Regions from separate parts of the Danio rerio genome. Here region 1 is linked to region 2. Evidence: chromatin contacts called from public Micro-C data. All regions are on one chromosome and are shown on one strand. The core of a region is the stretch at or near the end of the contact, and the rest is flanking DNA. Distances in the headings are between cores, read along the strand shown.

The links. Hi-C and Micro-C count contacts between places; a contact is called where the count stands out from the background.
Region 1: a Micro-C map of caudal fin shows a contact between it and region 2, with 20 times the contacts expected there. The contact joins two enhancer-like sites. A contact is called at or near these places in 3 of 18 Hi-C or Micro-C datasets (caudal fin, embryo and hematopoietic stem cells) and 1 of 4 datasets of contacts at active chromatin or transcription factors (caudal fin).

The regions. Positions count from the first base shown.
Region 1 is chr25:23,282,473-23,290,153 of GRCz12tu, forward strand. gse1a (Gse1 coiled-coil protein a) reads left to right here. Exons shown (of 17, transcript XR_012400400.1): 9 at 2,510-2,904; 10 at 3,895-4,007. Among named protein-coding and RNA genes, the nearest start is that of sigirr, 27 kb to the right of the region's middle. Within about 2 kb of position 4,114, at least 1 of the 62 cell types and tissues checked has an H3K27ac peak or open chromatin away from gene starts, as enhancers often do. A contact at or near this core is called in caudal fin, where this site is marked.
Region 2 is chr25:23,128,856-23,136,547 of GRCz12tu, forward strand. It overlaps a transcript of dynlrb2 not described here. Among named protein-coding and RNA genes, the nearest start is that of dynlrb2, 13 kb to the left of the region's middle. Within about 2 kb of position 3,101, at least 5 of the 62 cell types and tissues checked have an H3K27ac peak or open chromatin away from gene starts, as enhancers often do. A contact at or near this core is called in caudal fin, where this site is marked.

The sequences.
Region 1 (7,681 bases), core at 2,864-5,363, 150 kb after region 2:
TTTTATTCCTTTAACACGACTTTAACAAAGGTTACAGGTCCAGTTCATCCAAAAAAATGTAAATTCTGTCATCATTTACTCATCTTCCACATGTTTTAAATCTGTTTGAGCTTCCTGTTTTCTGTTAAACACAAAGGAAGATATTCTGGATAATGTTGGAAAAAACAGCCATTGACTTCCATTGTATTTTTTTTTTGTTGGTACTATCAAGGGTATTATGGTAATGAAATGAATGAAAAAACGAAAACTAGAATTGAAAAATATTTTTTGTTAACTAAAATAAAATAAATGTAATTTTTTTTAGCTAGATCTAACTGAGACTATATTATATCAAGCTACTTAAGTCTTTTGTGCCAAATAATAGGTTTTATTTTAGTATTAGTGACCGCGAATGAATCTTTTTAATCGGATCTTTTAAGTGAACCGGTTGACCTAATTCACCAAATCGATCTGAATCATTTGAAATTATTCGCGTCTCTAGTGACATTGAGCACATATCCACAAACTACTTAACATGTCTGATACCACCCTCTGACTCGAAATAAACTAATATATACTGAGTTATTCAGTTATGAGAACAGTAAACATAGATAACAGAATTTACAAGCGGTGAACCAATAATACTGTCAAAAAACACAAACAGTAAATGGCAGCCTGCTGTGACTGAACTAAAATTGAACAACTGCAGCCGGGTAAACCTTGAATGAGAAGATCTGGCGAAACGTAGGGTTTATTTCATAACAGAAAATAGTAAATCATCCTTCAGTTGGGTCACAAAAACGTAATAGTAAGAAACTTTTCAGATAATGGTGATGTTTTAACCAACTGAAATTATGATTGCTGACCACATATTTTGGGTATGTTGAGTCCAAACAACTGCAACTAATGATTACTTTAATAATCGATTAATCTGTTGATTACTTTTTCAATTAATCAATGAATCGGATAAAGCAAAGAAAACGTTCATTTCCAGCCCTTTTTTCAAAACAGAACTAACATCTTTAGAAAGTGCACAAACATGTTGACTAACAAAGCAAAATAACAATAGTAGCAAAGTAACAATACCACAGCTGCTTTACTTCTGTTATTAACTCTTTAACTGGGAGTGAGTTTTGTTAGGCGGTCATTATTTTTGAGCGTTCACCCTCAATCTTTCCGTGGCGACGCGTCATGTTTGTTACGTGAAACGCCGCAGTTAGAATAGCGCTGGATGACAGATGTATCCCTTTTATTATGCTTTTCCGTTTTAATACAAAATATAAGTAAGTGTTTTTTTTTTTTGTTGTTGTTTAAAAGAGGTATAAATGATCTTGATTGTGATCTATAACGTGAGATGGGCATCGCCATGTTTACTTGTGTCCAGTCAAATGCCTCATTCATAAAAGCAGAACACGCAGGATTCAGCACGTAAATTCATCAGTTAATCCCAAAATGCATGCAAGCTGGAAGAAAAATAAAGTGAACTTCATAGTTACTTTCACTACTTGTATCTGATATGAATTATACACATCGGCAAATTATATATAAATGGATTTTTAGACTTTCATAGACTTTCTTCTGTATTTTAAAGAACTCTAAATGTATTGTTTTACTAGTACTTGTATGTATATACATGTCTAAAACATAAAATAAGCATTTAGTGGTCAAAAACACAGCATAATTGTGAAAACATGACACGTCTTTCACATCAAAGCTCAGTTTGAATTTTTTATGTCATGCTGCTTTTGTTTATTTAGTGTGAAATGCTCCCACACCTTGGATGACTACGGTCGCACAGATTTCTCTGCCTTAGCCATGTATCTTTCTTTTAACGTTACCTCCACTTGTTTTTTTGCTCTTTGCTGTTAATAAGTTAATAAATGTCTCCACATCGCCCTACACAACGAATCAATTGTGAAATGTGTTGCCAATGCTTTTAGTAATCGATTTTAATCAATTTAATCAATTCGTTGTTGCAGCCCTACATATTTTTTACTTAAGGCTGCTTGTGGGCTGTTGTATTTGAATTTGAGGATGAGTAGATGGTAGTGGTAGATGGTAGTGTTCTTTGGTTGAGTTTATTCTAATGATTTTGAATCTTGCACCTAACTAAAAACTTAAACTAATACTGAAAAAAATAAAAACTAAACTAAAACTAAGCAATTTCAAAATATTAAAAACTAATAAAAACTAGTTAGTCTACCTCTAGAAACTAATTGAATTTGAAAACAAAAATTCCAAACGAAATAAAAACTAAAACTAATGAAAAATCTAAATCTATTATAACCTTGGCTACTATGAGTGTTGATGGCTCCCTTTCTCCAAAATTCCTCAATGTCTTTTTTTATTTATTTTTTTTTCAACAAAAGAAAGAAATTCATAAAAGTTTAGAAACACTAGACTGTGATTAAATGGTGAGGACGTTTTAATTTCTGGGTGGACTATCCCTTTAACTCCCATCAAAGAAAAAACAATCCTGTTTTCATACTGCCCTCTTGTGGCCATCTCCAATACTGTCTTCTGTTTTCAGGTTTAGCTCTCACCATAATGATGTGCCTGTCCGAGATTTACCTCCAGCGCTGGGTGCGCCACCACCTCTCATCACCCCCAGACCTGCTCCCCGGCACCATCAGCACCACCAGCTCCGCTCTCCACCCGTCGCCAGCAGCCTCTGGACCCCCGTCTCGCTCCTCCATGCGCCCTCTGACCGTCCTCTGTCCCACATCCACCCGTTCTCAGGCCCCAGTAGAGCTCCAGCAGAGGGTGAGCAGCCGCGGGTCAGCCTTCTGAAGCTCGGTCAGGCTGGAGCTGCAGACATCAGGCTGGAGATGGAGAGATCAGAGCCGGTGATGGGGGTCGGTCAGAGGAGACTCGTCAGCAAACTTGACCTGGAGGAGAAGAAGCGCAGAGAGGCCAGAGAGAAAGGTATCAGGTGGAGGATCTCCTAAATAAAATGACTAACAAAAGATTGGTTCGTTTATTAGTTAATTGATTTGGTTTATTTATCAATTAATTGATAAATGGTTAAATTTCACAAACAATTGGTTTATTTATCAATTGATTGATTGATTTATTGATTGATTGATTAATTAGTGGGCTTCTTTGTTTCATTATTTTATTGGTGGGTTCATTTGATTGATTGATTAGTTGATTGATTTTGTTGGTTGATGTGATTGATTGATTGGTATATTGATAGTTTGGTTTGTTGTTTGGTGGGATTGATTGATTGATTGATTAATTGATTGATTGATTGATTGGTTGGTTGGTTGATTGATTGATTGATTGATTGATTGATTGATTGATTGATTGATTGATTGATTGATGAGTTCATTTGACTGGTTGGTTGGTTGGTTGGTGGGTTCATTTGAATAATTGATCAAGTGATTGATTGATTGATTGATTGATTGATTGATTGATTGATTGATTGATTGATTGATTGATTGATTGGTTGATTGATTGATTGATTGATTGATTGATTGATTTATTTATTGATTGATTAATTGATTGAAAAAATACACCTCTCACAGAGCTCTCTTTTAAATTAATATTTTCTATAGGATGCTTTACAATAATACATTTGTGCATATATGAGTCAGTACTAAAGCCATAACTGGAACTAGTCTAAAAGCACAAAAGATTACTGTTCAAAAATTACACTACTGTATTATATGGCAAAATAACTTTTAATATATCTTTATAAAATTTACATATATAATGGTGTTCATATTATTAGTACTTTTAAAGGCTAACTCTAAGTGAGAATTAGCTGATGACAGATTTAGCCTAAATGTAAAACAGAAAAATGTTATTATGTATCTGCTTTGTGCTAATATGTATTTGTGTGTTTTTGTGTGTGTCTAAGTGGCCTTTGTGTTTTTCAATGCTTCAGTAACAATAATTATCTGTCTATTTCAGGTTATTATTATGACTTAGATGACTCTTATGATGAGAGCGATGAAGAGGAAGTTCGAGCTCATCTGAGAAGAGTCGCTCAGCAGCCTCCGCTCAAACTAGACACATCTACAGAGGTATTTATTTATTATACTTAAATGCATTTATTACATATGTGCTACAAAAGAAAAAAAAACTCAGGTGACTGTGGCTGTTGGATAACTGGACTAACCAGTCAGTCCTCACAAATGTTGTTTTAGTCCTTCTGAAGTGCCTGAGCCAATAGTTTGACACAGAATGCTTGAATTGTTTGTTGTGTGACATTTACTATGGTGGGAAAAAGAGCTACCGTGATTTACTGGTGCAGCAACTATTATGGTATTATTGATTATTGGAGCGGGTTTAAATTTTGTAATAAAAAGTGCTTTTATATAATACCTCATTTGCATATGTAGCATTTCAGAGAACTTGCATTCAACGAAATGTTTGGTGCACTCAAAAAATGACATTTGCTGTTTGCTCAAACTACTTATTTAAAATAAGCCAAAACAACACATTTCTTGAGGGTTTTTGTAAGGACGACTTAATTGTTTTATGTTCAAGCCACTCCAATTTAAATAATTAAAAAAAAGTTTGTGGGCGTTCAATCAGTTTCCGTCTTGTGATTTGCCTTTAAATGGTGAATTCATGAGGTCAGAAGGGACAGACTTTCACTCACGCTCATTTCTTATAGGTAACAAAACCAGAGAACATTAATCTCCAAGTTTAGTTGGTTTGTAGAGATTTCAAGCTTCATGTAGATGTATTTCTCATGTCTGTGAGGCAAATATTAACCGCAACCCCATAGGGTTCATAACAATGAAGCTGCAGAAACTTATAAAAATACACGTCTGGACTGAGCTTCTGTCCTGGATGATCATTAGTATATAGCAAATGGTTATTGGCTCCTTTGCTTAAGTGCTGTGCTTGCTTCCCCTTGGTGGCCATATTGACCGTTACCCTTTTTTTCCCATTCAAAACTATACAAGTGACATGTCTTATGTATTCTATTGTCTTTATAGTTTTCAGGTGCAGATTAATGTACATTTACCCACCACTCTATTAGGTACACATGTTCAATTGCTCGTTAATGTAAATTTCTAATCAGCCAATCACATGGCAGCAACTCAGGATTCTCAGCATTCAGGCATGTAAACATGGTCAAGACGACCTGCTGCAGTTCAAACTGAGCATCAGAATGGGGAAGAAAGGTGATTTAAGTGACTTTGAACGTGGCCTGGTTGTTGGTGCCAGACGGGCTGGTCTGAGTATTTCAGAAACTGCTGATCTACTGGGATTTTTTTACGTGCAACCATCTCTAGGGTTTACAGAGAATGGTCTGAAAAAAAAGAAAATATCCAGTGAATGGCAGTTCTGTGGGCGCAAATGCCTTGTTGATGCCAATGGTCAGAGGAGAATGGTCAGACTGGTTCCAGCTGATAGAAAGGCAACAGAAACTCAAATAACCACTCGTTTCGAATGAGGTATGCAGCCAATCAAATTGAGTATCGTGTCATCGTCCTTTTATGACCACAGTGTACCCCCAGCAGGATAACGCACCATGTCATAAAGTGCGAATAACCTTAGACTGGTTTCTTTAACATGACAATGAGTTCACTGTACTCAAATGGCCTCCACAGTGACCAGGGGCCTCATGTACGAAGTCTTGCGTTGAAATCATACTAAAACATTGCGTACGCACAAAACTGTAAATGTGCATACGCAGTAAAAAATTCAGATGTATGAAACGCTGCATATGCAGAATCCCACGCATATTCTCTTTGTACATGAGAGTTACATTAATGTGAAACTGAGCGCACGTCAACAAGCACAAAACCCCTCCCTGCCTTCTCCCCCATATGCTAATGACTCTACTTTGGCAAAACCAAACAAAAAAGCAATGGCAAAAGCAAGCAAAAAGAGAAACTTTGATTAGAATGTGAATTGGAGGTGTGTCTATCGGAGGTAGAGCGGAGGAAAACTGTGTTATTTGCAAGTTTGTCCTTCGGAATTAATAACAAAAGAAGAACAATAGAGTGGAAGAGTTGGAGCGGTTAACACAGTGGGGTCTTGTTGGACACCTCGTTGGATTGAGCTATTTGAGTGATAGTCGAGCGTAGCTCTTATAGCACATGGCAACATGTTTTGTCACTATCATTCCTTAACCCGTTTCGAATCCAGCTTCTGATAAGAACTTATTTTTCTTTTTTCCCCATTACATGTCAGATTTTGCCTATTCTTCATCACAAGAAAGGCAAGTAGGAATCAGTAATAAGTGTGTGTATTATGTTAAGCGCATTTGAGCATCACAATTTATTTGGTAATGTTTTTGATTGACGTATGTAAATTCGTTTTCAGATGGCACCTTTATAGTAATGTGCGTGCAGTCGATCGCTCTGATTACATTGGGACAACCGACGATTGCTGCAGATTGCGCTTTAATGTTTGGCTTGTCAACTGCATGGTATTGAAACCTTATTAACCTGCTTGACATGCGGATGATCCCGTCCCATACAGTTGCCATTGCACAGCTCAAAGACACTTTGTAGTGTGCAATTTAACATAATTTAACACAATTGCCTTTAGGAGTCACCAATGCAAATAAAACAAACACACACAAGAAATGCACGTACGCCAGACATGAAGTTAGTGTGGACCAGCGCACATTCTCACATTTATTTCATCGTTAGTAAATCCAAAGTTTTCGTGCATACGCAGCGTTGATACATGAGGCCCCAGATCTCTATTCAATAGAGCACCTTTGAGATGTGGTGGAACATAAGATTCAAATCATAGATGTGCTGCCGACAAATCTGCAGCAACTGTGTGATGCTATCATGTCAGTATGGACCAAAATCTCCAATTTCCAGTATCATGTTGAATCTATGCCACAAAGAATTAATGCAGTTCTGAAGGCAATAGGGGGTCCAATTCGTTACTAGTAAGTTGTACCTAAAAAAGTGGCCGAGTAATACAGCAGCAAATTTCCTTGATTATTATGCAAAAATTTTGGCCTAAACAATAGCAACTCTTCACTTTCCCTTGTTCATAGTACACAATGGACCTACAGAAGACTCAAGCCTTTAAATACGAAAATTATCAAAACTCTTTTGTAATAAGAATAATCAGTCTAATATGATTCAATAATTAATGCTAATGTAACCCCACCGGTCCTACACCACCCAACCCGCTCTGAGCTGGTATCAATCCAGCGACCTTCTGCTTGGGACTTGGTTGCTCTACCAAGGTGGCTAAAGACCATGGCCTCTAGCTAGAGCACCTTTAGAGGTCAGAGGAGTGAGGTTTACCTGCGCAGCACTTACTAGCTGGCCTCCGTTACACTAAGCTCAGCTAAAAGTGCTCCCGCCAGACCTGCAGGTTGGCTGAATGAAATGAAAAAGTCCTAAAAATCAACTGTTTACTCTAGGGGAGCTGTTAAATGAGCTTATTTCCAAAAACAAACAAACAAAACAAAACAAAAAACAAAGCAGAGAGCTCCTTTAAAATAGGGAGTCTATGAAATTGATTCTTTTTTAGAGCCACCTTCAAACAACCGATCAATGAACTGAACTTTAAAAAGACAAGGAGACTTTTGCTTGATGGAAACACAAGCCGGTTTATTCTCTACCATTTTTGTCTTCTTTTTAGTTTAAATATCTAAAAATTCCAAAATCAAGAAAAATTGTTTGAAATGAGTACGAAAAATATCAAGTTTTGAAATAAGGTTATTGATTGTTCAACACCCCACCCCCCATTCCACAATTGGCATATT
Region 2 (7,692 bases), core at 1,851-4,350:
CCGGTGAGCGATAAAACAATGCAGTCCTCTGTTGCACATCCTCATTTTGTCTGTAATAGTGTAAACGTACTGAAAATTAAAAATGTCCATTTCCCACTAACATTTAAGCATTGTTGAGCGCATTCTTAAACATTGTTGATTTGCATTTATTTAGTTGATTACATTTTTGATTCTAAAGTCATGATTTGATTCAATTTTTGATTTAAAAAAGAAAAATTAAACAAAATCATAAACAAATCATACAGTAAATGAATGAAGATAAGTTACACACATAATTGCCACCTCTCAATCACTTTTTCCGTGGGACTCGTAAATAGGCAGTGATCTGTGTCCTTATAATGCCGTCGGTAAAAAAAGGTGCACAACCAACAGGAACCAGCCAACAGTATCTGAGGTGTTCCCTAAAATTACCAAGTACAAGTGTGAAAGTAAAAGATTGAAGCAGTCTACTGACCCGCTGACTGCCTGGACCTGCTGTCTCGAGTGCAAGACAATGTGTGTGCGTCTCTGTGTGTGCCTGCCTGTGTGTGTGTGATCACGTGATGTGCGTTTTCAGCGGTAGTGAGGAAGGAGGGCTGCTCAGAAATGCAAAACGCCAGTGTGGATCGTTATCGTTATAAAATGCCATTTAAAAACTAAGACTTATTATGCTGCGTTCACACCAGACGCGGAACACGTGGATAAATTGCGCGAATGTCCGCTGAATTTCAGATTTTCAAACTCGAGTGATTTGCGCGAAACGCACGTCAAAAGCACAAAACGTGCAAAACGCTCAATTCACGCCACGCCATTCGTGTGTATCGCGCCATTCGCACCACGCCATTCGCGCAATTTGCATCATTCGCGCCGCGCCATTTGCGTGTATCATGCCGCAGGATGTCTATTCGCGCATTAGCATTGACTTAACATGTAAATCACTCTTGGGCTTGACATGCATGGGCTTGACATGCATTACGCTTCTGATGTGAACGCTGCATAAATGTAAACATGGCCTGAGTGTGTATTTTTCACGAGCGGATTGGCAACGTGGGCGGGGCGGAGGATCGCAATGCCAGTGTTGTCTATCGGCCCAACCCTAATACATAGCAGAGCTTGCAAACTATTTTTTTTTTCCGACAACAGGAACGTTGTCAACATAACTCACTGGTAATCCAAAATACTTTCACATCGGCGAATTCATTGAAAGAGGAAAGGGTTTAAGTTCTGTCGACGGGTCTCCTGCATCTGCAGTTCAACAAGCTCTTCAACAAGCATGTTTTTTTCCTCTTGGCAAGCCAAGCTGACGTGACATGGGGGCGTGGCAGCATCAACGATTCTTTTTTTTTTTATTCGATAATTGAAATTGAGCATGAATTTCGATCGATTTCCGATTTAACATTGAAATTGTGACACCCTTACATACTATTCACCGGTGCTCAACAGAAAGGACAGTGATTGGCCGTGAAGGTCATCCGTTTACTGCCCTTCACCTAGTGCAAAAACAAATACACGAACACTGGAGCGTTTTTAAGCCGCCAAGATTGGTCGAGTTATCAGCGGATAGCTCGTCTGGGTTTGCACTCGATAAATATCAGTGAATTACAGTGGGCGCTTTTTTTTAAAATTCAGTACTGAAATTCAGTATCGTTACAGGTCTATTATTTAATGAAAGGTTCAGTTCATTAATTTGAGTTTGATAAATGGCATCTAAAACGTGTGTTTGGGAAAGAAAATGTTAGCTAACTAGTGACATTTCCCTTAACTTAGCTAAAAATGAGGTCTGATATCCCTTTTTATTTTCCCTATCCATTCAGAATGGACCTTGGTGGTGAAAAGATAAATTTGTGTCACTCTCTCTTTGCTGATAAGATTTGTGACTTCAGGCGATACCGGGTTTCTTTGCACCGCAGCCTTGATTTCGCTTTTAAAATGGCGGCTGCATGAAATCAGTCTATTATCCTCCTTAAGATTATTTTTTTGTTCCCAATTGTCTACAGCAGTGGTTCTCAAACTTTTTTCATCAAGTATCACCTCAGAAAAGAATTGTCTATCCAAGTACCATCATAATGAGCTGTATAGAAATATAGTAGCGTAGTAGGTTAGTTAGAACATTAACACAGTACTGTGCTTATATGAAAAAACAAGCAAATAAACAAACAAATAAAAATAAAAAGTCAACGTTTAAATTAAAATATGCTTTTAAAAGTTAAAAATGAAAGATTACTGTTCTTAAAAAGTAAAAAAAAAAAAACTTCTTCTTAAATGTGAAATATTAAAATATTGTAGCCATTTAAATGTTGCCTGGACCTTAGAAATATAGGCTATATATGTCATCATATTCATATATAAATAATTTTTGATAAATTTTAAAATATATGTAGCATGTACATATGACATATTTGATTCCTCCACGTACCACGAGTGATACATGTACCACAGTTGGTGAACCACTGGTCTACAGTAAAACCACTGTTGTCTAATGAATTGTCCGATTAATCTAACCTGCCTAGTTAATAAAATAACCAAGTTTAGCCTTTCAATGACACATTAAGCTGAATATAAGTGAACAAATATTATGCACTGTCACCATGGCAAAGACAAAATACACTAGTTATTAGAAATTTTACCTTAAACTTTACCTCGAATGTTTATCTTTATTTTAAAATCAGTCCATTAATCAGTGACTAGATCAATAAATGTTAATAAGAAAAACACAAACAAAAAAACAAATAGATCCAATGTTTCTTTCAAATATTACAAAGTTTGTTGTTGTCGTCGTCGTCTTTATGTGACCAATTTCAAATAAAGCCATTTAAAAATTAATGAACTGCTGTCTCTATTATAGACTATGGGTGTTCTATGTCATTTAAAAGCTGTATATTCAATTTTAATATTCACATGTAATTAACATCATGCCCAGCAGATGTCAGGAGATCCTGCTGATTCTCTGCTGCTCATTTCATTTTGCCTCAGAAAAATAGCTGCTTTTTAGACTTAATGACTGCGGCTTACTGTCATTCTGAAATAAGTTACAGTAAATTTGGGCGTGTTTACATGTTTTCACACCAACAGCACTGAAAACTAACCACATCTCACTGAAATATATGCTTGATGAATGTGGTTATCATTATAAGGTAGATTTACAGGTTTGACAGGACATTTGTTTGAGCTCCATTAGCATCTGATGTGCGTGCCTCTCTCTCTCTCTCTCTCTCTCTCTCTCTCTCTCTCTCTCTCTCTCTCTCTCTCTCTCTCTCTCTCTCTCTCTCTCTCTCTCTCTCTCTCTCTCTCTCTTTGTATGTGTGTTGTGTTTGAGTGTGTTTGCCTGCGGGACAGTGTTGTCTTTTCAGAGGAACAATGTAGCCAGAACATTTGTGCTCTAATTACTTGAACACAATCATTTCCTTTCCTTTTCCCGCCTTGAGCTTTTTCTGGTTGCAGTTATGCTGCTGGTTTTCACCCGGTGAATCTAGAAAAGTCACTTCCCATGAACAGGGGATTCAAAATTACGGCATTTAGTGACTTTTTTATAGTAATAGAGGCACACATTTAGTGTTGTGAAAATGAAAAACAGCGCGGTTTTGTGTGTGATGCTTCTTGACTGATTCAACAATGAAAATTCTTTATCATGCGATGAGAGGTTTAGAAAATAATAGATTACAATAGATTACACACTTACTACAATAATACACATTATTTGCACAAAACATCTGCCTTTTTTTTTTTTGTAGTTTGTAGTCTTAACCCTTATTCTTGATTCCACTAGGGAATCTTTAATGGGCAGATGACTGCTTCTCACTCAGGTCTGTCTATGCTAATGAGGGAGAGATCGTCACTAATGAGTGGGCTTTCCCCCTCGCATGACTTGCATAAAGGGAGAATGTCAGTCAAAGTGTTATTGCAGATTCAAATTTGCCAACCTGTCATACTGATGGCAAATTGTGCAAAACGCTCCTTTTTTTGTTGTTGTGTTATTTCCACATAAATGTCTGCTACCAAGATATTAGAACCAGACATTTTCCTTTACCCTTATAATTTGATGTTGCCATCACTTTACTGTACTGGTTGTTACCAAAATATAGGAACAAAATAGCATGCTCAAAACATCAAATCAGATTAGAGAAACCCAAAAGCAATTTGGTGTTTACGACAACACGGAGAAGGTAGCATTCAAAGGCTTAAAAGCACAAACTTAAAATGCACACAATTGACAAATATTCACAGGCAAAGTAAACTTTGGTGACAAGGCAGCATTGTCCCGATCAGGCAAGTAATAGGCATTGGGCGATAACTGTTTTCAAGGTATACCGTAGTTTGGAAAAGTCAAGGTTTTAAAACCCTTAAAATTTTCTGCCATACTGTTCCTAAGGTATATGTAAGTTTTTTAATTTAGTATTTTTTTGGCCAACAGTATGTCCAGAAGAAAAAAATATCCAAAAATGGTATTTTAAATTGTAAAGAAATGTGTGTATTAGAAACTAATGAAAACAGAAAAAAAGTCAATGATTGATCTGAATAATTTATCCTGACATCTTTACTGAACCAAAATATTTTTAGTGTTTCTCAAAATAAAATATATTGTGTTCAAAGGGAATTTTTTTTCTTTTTATTCCGACATTAAAAAACAACATATTTTAGAGACGTAACCACAATACCATCAAATGGTCATAATATTTTTATCCGATGTTATCACACCGTCGAAATTTTATACCGGCTCATGCCAAGCCAGTAATGTTCTTGTCTACTGTCCCAAGCGCCTCTCATGCTGGCTCCGGGCCATCGGGCAGTCCTTATCGTTGAGCCCTGCTGTAAGGATCTGTATGTGTTTATAAATGTTACATTTATTTATATATTTATTTTATATAACTGCAGACGTTACAGTAGGCTATTTCACTCTCATTAATCTGCAGTTATAATCAAATCATTTTTATAGAATGGTTAGTAATGAACATTTATACACAAGTATTTATGTGTTTAAAGCATTTGTTTTGTGAGAAGTGTTTGTCATATTATATGTGAACGACCAGTACAGCTCTACTTTGATGTTTCCTCCAGCGAGAATGACGTCAACTGAAATTTTCTGTCGTATACCACACCCACCAAAATAGTACCCTTGGTAGTGGAAACGCAAGCCTGATAAAGGTGACCCGTACTGTACCATACTGTACCACTTAGTGGAAACGGGCCATAATATGAATCCTTTGTATGGAAATTGCAAACATTGATAACCTATGAAATAAAGCTGTTGTTTCCCTTGTTGTTCTTTATCTAAAGCATGTTTGCTGGAGTGCTGGAGGTCTGGAAATCAGCTGCTTGAGTTTCCCACTGCTGGACTGACCTCTGCTCGGCTTCCATCTGCTGTCTGTTTTACACGGCCAGTGCTGCCAATTGGCGCTCTCAGCACAGGGCAGAGTGCCAGCAGGTGGGCACCGATCTCATGTTCAGAGTTTGGCTCCCGTGCAGAGCCCCGATCAAACTGTGTGTCTGTGCAAGATAATTAATAGAAGGATTAATGATTGTCCTAATAATAACAGCATATCAGCGGGAAAAAAAACCTTGTTTGCTTATTCACGTGTGCACTCACATAGTAAGATATTTTAAAGTGAACCTATTATGCAAACATCACTTTTATAAAGTGGTTTAAACACAGTTGTGTGTCAACAGTGTGTGAATATAGCCAGACTCTAATAGTAAAAATTCGTAATTTAAAAAAAAAAAAAAATTCACGCTTGATAAAAAACAGTCAGCAAAAACACTTTCATTGACATAGTCGTGTTTTTGAATCTGCCACTATGCTGACACATAGGCATTTGTAGCTCCGCCCTCTTTGAAAAGAGCACAATCTCCTTTGAATCGAAAGTGACAGTCACCAAAATTACACAATTAAGATCAAAGCCTAAAAAGAGGCTTTAAAGAGTTATAAAACATTATAGCATTTTGAGCTGAGACTTCAGATACGCACCTTAGGGAGCTCATATTCTTATTTTACATCTCGTAAAAAGGAGGGTCACTTTTTAGGATTGAATAATGTGCAAAACTTTTATTTCTACCTGCATTTATCTTGCCACATTTGCTATTATCTCACAGGGTTTGAAATGGTTAGTTCAGGGAATAGGGCTGCTCAATAAATCGAAATTAATTTAAAATCGTCATTTAGCAAAAGCTGCAATTATTGTTCACATCTTGTTGCACCTTTCTTCGATCTGTAGTAAATCTCCTTTCGAAAGCCAGTGGGCGCTTTTGAGCAAAACCCCAAATAAACTAAAGAAGAAACCCAGGAAATCCCTATAGCAGTGAGCAGAATAAACAGATTTAATTGCTGGCTTCATATGCCCACTGTAGCACCTCCACTGTGGGCAACAACTGCTGTTGTCATTACTAAAGATATTAGGTTAATATAACTTGACTACTTAAAATGACAAGTTTTGGTATCAAAACTTAAACAAGTATGTTTAACTTACTCATTAGGCAGCAAAAAGACTTTTAATTAGTATTTTAAGATCTTAATGTTTTAATTTCTTTAAATGATTAACCATGTCTCTGTTTAAAATTACTGGTTGCGCTTGAAATTCTACCTTGACAACCATGCTGATTGGTCGATGTATGTTATATGACACAAGGTGGTCATTTTGCTTGTGATGCTGAATTTTGCTGAAGTGCAGCAGGACAGAGGCACTACTTAAATCCATCTGACGAAAGAGAAAAGTTAAATTAGTAAGTAGATATGTAAATGTTTATATACACTTTTCTTTATTTATATAAATGCAGGGGGGACACGAGTCCCGGCTGGGTCAGTTTGCATTTCTTTTTGGATTCTATAGGTGCATTAGGTTAGCTTAATTGTTCGTAGTGTATGTGTGTATTTCCTGGACCTCCAGGTATAGAGATCTGTGCGGGACTAATTTTTGAATCCCGCTCCCGCCAGACTATTAACCAAAAATGAACAAAAACGAAAACCACCAAGCTATACAGAGTCCAGACAGCCTATAACAAGCTGTCTGTATAAACACACACCCACACACACACACACACACACACACACACACACACACACACACACACACACACACACATAAGCACCAAGCAAGTGACACACACACATAGGTATCACCAAACACAAACACAAACACACAGAAAGCACAAAGCTCTCTCTCATTCGTGCGCACACACGCACACACACACACACACACACACACACACACACACACACACACACAGCAACAAACAAGCTTAATGCTGCATCACGCTGTCTCATTCAAACACATACATACGCGTGCTTGCTCGCTCGGGAGTCGGGAGCGATATTGTTAGACCACCTGCTCTCGTCCAAAATTAAATCAGTTACCGACTGCTCCCGTGCTTTATTCGGAAATATATTCCAACGCCGCAGAAATCTGGTCGGGTCCCGCAGCTGACCTCTACCTCCAGGTTGGGGATTGAGCATTGGGACCCACCTCGTAAAATGAGATGTTACAAAACCCCTACATAATGCAGCTAAATATTAACTTTGATATACATGTCCTTGGGGGTAAGTAAAGAATATAAAGCTGAAAACTTTGGAAGTTTAGTCTATTAGCCATTTTAAGTTATTTGTGCTTAAACATTAAAGTTATCTGTAATTATTAAAAAGTTAATTCAATGAAGAGACCACATTTGATCCACATTGGACCACATTTAAAAACATGTGTAGTTCACGTGACCATCAGGAAGAAC